Regions from separate parts of the Sus scrofa genome. Here region 2 is linked to region 1. A link is a contact called in public HiChIP or PLAC-seq data. All regions are on one chromosome and are shown on one strand. The core of a region is the stretch at or near the end of the contact, and the rest is flanking DNA. Distances in the headings are between cores, read along the strand shown.

What was found. HiChIP or PLAC-seq counts read pairs in DNA pulled down with a chosen protein or histone mark.
Region 2: an H3K27ac HiChIP or PLAC-seq map of alveolar macrophages shows a contact between it and region 1. The contact joins two enhancer-like sites. A contact is called at or near these places in 1 of 5 promoter capture datasets (liver), 1 of 47 Hi-C or Micro-C datasets (liver) and 2 of 2 datasets of contacts at active chromatin or transcription factors (alveolar macrophages and skeletal muscle).

What each region holds. Positions count from the first base shown.
Region 1 is chr1:164,973,838-164,976,537 of Sscrofa11.1, forward strand. All of the region lies in intron 1 of LOC110261941 (a long non-coding RNA gene), which reads right to left. Among named protein-coding and RNA genes, the nearest start is that of SMAD3, 23 kb to the right of the region's middle. Within about 2 kb of position 1,359, at least 14 of the 83 cell types and tissues checked have an H3K27ac peak or open chromatin away from gene starts, as enhancers often do. A contact at or near this core is called in alveolar macrophages and liver, where this site is marked.
Region 2 is chr1:165,129,269-165,131,968 of Sscrofa11.1, forward strand. It overlaps AAGAB (alpha- and gamma-adaptin-binding protein p34), which reads right to left. Exons shown (of 9, transcript XM_005659865.3): 9 at 1-2,573. The coding sequence ends at 2,530. Among named protein-coding and RNA genes, the nearest start is that of AAGAB, 62 kb to the right of the region's middle. Within about 2 kb of position 1,418, at least 14 of the 83 cell types and tissues checked have an H3K27ac peak or open chromatin away from gene starts, as enhancers often do. A contact at or near this core is called in alveolar macrophages and liver, where this site is marked.

The sequences.
Region 1 (2,700 bases), core at 109-2,608:
AGGAGCAATGATGTCCCAGAATTATGGATCTGTCCCAACACCTTCCTGAGAACGGCTGAGGTTCAAGGTCAAAGGCTTGGGGAGTGAAGAGGAGCCGTGTGGGAGTCAGAGTGCACTTGAGTGAGGTCTGGTTCTAAAGACAAGGTCTACGCAGTGGTGGGGGTGGTGAGAGGGGGTAGATTTTCAGAGCCTTCGGTGGAAAACAGTGCACTTCGCTGCTCCAGCTGCATCTGCCTTTGTAAGTGCCTCTCCAGTGCCAGGCATTGTCCCATATGGGGGTCCTATTGAGCTCACTGCTGTGGGCAAAGGGGCTCAACTCAGTTGAAACCTCCTGAGAAGCATCCAGAAGGCCTCTCAGATTTGTCTGAAAGTAAAGTTCAGGGAAGTTGCAGAGCTTGGCCCGGGGCACACAGCTGGTGAGGGAGTCAGCCCAGCAGGGATTAGAACCCTCTGCTTTCAGAGCCTGTGCTTCTCTGATCATACTTTGGAGAGGCTGGTTAGGGCTCTGACTTGCCAGGACACTTGGGGTGCATCGTCTGACCTCTCCCCAGAAGTGACTTGGTTTCTCATCCTGTCAGAGGCGTGATGAAGATATCTGTCTGCTTGCCCGCCAGAGATGTCCTGAGGACCCAGGGTGCAGAAGCAACGGAGGTTCTCCCAGTGTCACAAGGTGTGCGCCGGGCAAGGGGCGGGGAGTAGGGTCCTCCTGGGTGCGGAGAGTGGGAGCAGGATGGGGAGCCTGCCTAAAGAGAGACTGAGAGGCCAGCTGCCCACCTCACTTCCCTCGCCTCTCCCCCAGGCCCCCTTCCCTCCAACCTGGAAACACTGACACCTGGCTTTCATCAGGAAATCCCTGTCATGGAGACTTACTCCCAGTTACATAGGCCTTTACAGCTTCCCAGGTATTTCCCATCACTTTAATTTTGATCTCAACGCACCTCCCTGAGGTGAGCATGAAAGACATTATTAGCCCTATTGTACAGCTGCTTGGAAGGGACCCCACAGACCACAGCCCAGCCCCCTCCCTTTACAGAGCCAGATAATGAGGCCCAGAGAGAAGCCGCTGGCCCAGGGCCACACAGGTAATGAACAGCAGATCAGGACAAGAAATGCCCTCTTCCAGTTCACGGGGCATTGCTCTTCCTAATACGTGATTGAGCCGGGGTGTCCAGACCCTTAGGACCTGCCCTGGAAGTTGCCCTTTAAAATAACTCCCCCAACATCCATCTTTCCCTCGGGAAAGTCAGGGGAAGATGAGGCAAGAGACAGGATTGTGCCACGATCCTGACCCTCTGTCCTCTGCCGGGTGATGTGAGGGGAAGAGGCTGACGGAGGGGGCCACGGGGGATGTGGCAGCAGCTGGCTTTCAGTTTCCGTGGTGCCCTGCTGCCACGTGGTCAGGGGTGGCTGACCTCTGCCCTCCTCCTTTTTCAACCCTTTCTCTGGCCCCGGCCTGTGGTTATTGATGACCACACCACTCCTCTGTGGCCGCAAGAACCCTCTTCAGCAAGAATCCACTTAATCACAATCGCAGGGCAGAAAAAGTGACTCAGACATTTTTTTTAATAACTCGCAGCCAGAAAGAAGACGGAACCAAATTGAGTTCTATCAACAGATCCTTCTATTACTCAGAAAATTTCTTTTCCCCCACCCCCCACTCCCTGAGTGTTCTGGTTAATAGAATATTGACTGAAACATACATTTCTGAAGTCTGGTGTGAGAGGACTGAAAGGGGAAAAACCCAAATGATGAGAAATGCAAAAGACCTCTTCCAGAAATGCAAGCAACCTTGCTGAAATTTTACTCCCCCTGATAGATTTGGGAAGGATGCCGGAAAAAAAAAAACAGATTAATTAGGCTGAGGTCCAGCCTGAAGCCAAAGTTTTGTGGATGAGCATTCATTATAAATGAATGTTAAGTGTCTAAGGGTTTATCAGGGAAAACCCAGCAGAATTTTAACCAGCAACTCACATGGGTGCTGCTCAGATTCCACGGTATGTGCCAGATCTGGGTATCAGCTTGGTCTTGGTTTCTAGCAAGGAGAGCGTGTCCTTGCTGTCTAACCCAGCTGAGAAATTCCTCTTTCACTTTATAATTTGAAATCTTTAATAGTTCACTCCCTTCCTTCCTCTCTCCCTCCCACCCACCAAATTAGCCACATGTGTGAATGGACTTCATAACCAACTCATCATGTCAATACCATATCAGGGACTCTTTGTTTGTTTGTTTTTGTCTTTTGTCTTTTTAGGGCTGCACCCGTGGCATATCGAGGTTCCCAGGCTAGGGGTCTAATTGGAGCTGTAGCCACAGGCCTATGCCACAGCCACAGCAACACCAGATCTGAGCCTTGTCTGTGACCTACACCATAGCTCATGGCAATGCCATATCCTTAACCTAGTGAGCAAGGCCAGGGATCGAACCCACAACCTCATGGTTCCTAGTTGATTTATTTCCACTGTGCCATGACGATAACTCCCCATATCAGTGATCTTAACTACTGTCTTTGGAGTAAGTAGGCAACCATATTGAGCCAAGTCTTCCTCCTCAATGTGATCCTGAGCATTCAATAGCTCCCTGTTGCCTTTAAGGAAAAGGCTTCTTTGCATGACCTCTCAGATCCTCCAAACTGGTACCCAAGGTATCTCTCTAGCTTCATCTCCAACAACTCCACGTCATACACCATCGGCCCCAGCTAAACTA
Region 2 (2,700 bases), core at 168-2,667, 160 kb after region 1:
CCAGTACTCATGGACCTTAAAGCTTTGCGATCGTAGACATCAAACTATCAAACTGAAATCCAAACCAGCGTTAAGGGCCCACTATGTGTTAGACACTGTGTGACAACACGAATAGAAAAATGTTTAAGAAAAAACAAAAATGACAACCAAAAAAAATGAGTCTCTCTCTTTTTTTTTTTTTTTTTTTTTTTTTTTTGTCTTTTTGCTATTTCTTGGGCTGCTCCCGCGGCATATGGAGGTTCCCAGGCTAGGGGTCTAATTGGAGCCGTAGCCACCAGCCTACGACAGAGCCACAGCAACGAGGGATCCGAGCCGCTCTGCAACCTACACCACAGCTCACGGCAACGCCGGATTGTTAACCCACTGAGCAAGGGCAGGGACCGAACCCGCAACCTCATGGTTCCTAGTCGGATTCGTTAACCACTGCGCCACGACGGGAACTCCTTTTGTTTGTTTTTGGTTTTTTTTTTTTTTTTTTGAGTCTCTTATTTTAAATCCCAGATGGACAGTCCATAATAATTTGTGGTGGCATGTACATAGGTCACTTCAGATAGACTGCAATGATCACGCTTCTTAAAATGGGCCTTTAGTAGAATACCACCAGATGCTTTATTCCCACATGTTCCCTAGAAGAGGGCAATATCCCCAGACAGCTGAGATTTTGAAGACATGAGTTAATATTATACCTGTGCATGGAGATTCTAAAATAGTGAGTTTGACAAACTCTTAGATGATTGGCTTTTTATGCCCACTCCAGCAAAGGAAGGCTTCACCCCAACACCCCCCTCCCCACTAAAAAACAACAAAATCTTAAATATGCACATAAGCAGACTTTATAAATAAATCACATTTTAATCACCTGGCTTTGTTTAATCCACAAAATCAAGTTCACAGCTTTTTCTTATCTGTTTTCCCTAACCATGTGACCTAATGTACTTTCTGAAACCTTCCTTGTTTTAAGGAAGACATCTTCCACCTTTCATTTTGCAGCACCAGAGCCAACTTCCCTTACATTCCCAATCAATGGTTGATGCAGCCACCTCAAAGAAAGCCAAGGAGAAGGATACAAAGTCATCAAGTGAGACAGCCTGCAATGTCTTCTGGAATGGCTCTTCCTGAGTGTCCCAATCACGCAAACCTTTGCTTGCTCCTCTGGTCGGCCTGGCCCAGAACCTGGGACATTCCATTCCTTCTGCTACCTATTTCAGGTTCTGCAGGGCTTAGGTGTTGCACAGGGGGGTCTGAAACTTGTTTTCTGCTGGTGACCTAAGGGGTTCACAGCCTACACGAAGCCAACAGCAGTTTTCAGCCCGTGTGTCCTGAGCCCATTTAGAGCTATGGCAGTGCCTACCACAGTATAGGTTAACAACATGCATTACACAGTGCTTACAAAAACAGAAATGAGGACTTTATTTGCTGTATTTCCCAAGCTTCCTTTGCAAACTTCCCCTTTGGTGATCAGATGCCCTGGGGCTGACCCACAGGGCCCTGGAAACAACACAAGGTACGCAGGGATTCATTGCCTAACGAAAGTTTCACATCCTTCCCTATCAAGCCCACTCCTTAGCTTTACTATTTTGGCAGTGATCTCTGGCTTTCAGAGAGGAAGAAACATGCCTTGTTTTGAGGGTATGAAGTGTGACAACACAGCTCTGACATCTTATGTAGCAGGGGAGAACTCTTAAGAAAAGCTTCTTCGGGGTAATACAAAAGTCTCGGGACATGATCACACTGTTTCAATGGCCCATACAGGGAATTCCTAAGTTTCTTTCTCTCTTATACACACACTGCCCTCTCCCTCCCCATGTCCAACAACTCGGAAGATGGGTTTACTTTATCCCTACCAGAGCAGGAAACCCTTGCATCATTTAAACTCACACTGCTTTCTCAATACTCTCTAGCATGAGCTCAGAAACTATATTTCAATTGAAGTGCCCAGGCCTTTTTTTTTTTAAACTAGAGACTAACCTGAAGGCCAGTCACTTTGGCCTATCATCTACATACTATAGCATAAATCTGCAGCTTCTTCTTTCCCGCCTATCAAAAGCATCAAATCTCAGAGCAGCATGTTCCTTGAAAGAAAAAATCCAGAATACCCAGGAAAAGGAGCACATCTGCAGTAATCAAGTGTGAACAGAAGGACTGGTACTGCAAAGACTGACCAGTAAATGGCTTGGTGGGCCTTAACTTGTGATTTAACTCCAATCACACAGGCTTTGAGCCTTAGCCCACTCCTGCTCCTAGAACAAAAAAGTATACTTCAAAAATTCTCACTCCCTACTGTCATTCTCACCCCCTTATAGTACACTGAGGGAGGAGAAGGTTCTCCTTTACCACCCCCCCAACTAAAAACTATAATTAACAGGACCCTACAAACAACTCAGGCAGCCAACACGATGATGGGAAGTTCAGCAAATGACGACTGGGTGAGTTAGGAAGGATTCTCAGGCAGAGAGAGTTAGTGTCTCTGTTAGTCAAGCCCTAGCATGAATAATTTAGTGTTCTTCATCCGACGAAAGGCCTTCGATCTCATCTCTGTCTCCCCCAATTGCCATCCAAAAGGCTTTGGCCACCTGTGGAAAGAAGCAAGCAACACATTTTAGGCAACGGCTAAATTTTGGCTGGTTTCATGTCATAGATAGAACCCCATTAAGAATTAAAATTCTACGCCTTGCCCTCCAGCACTCTGGCAACATCTAC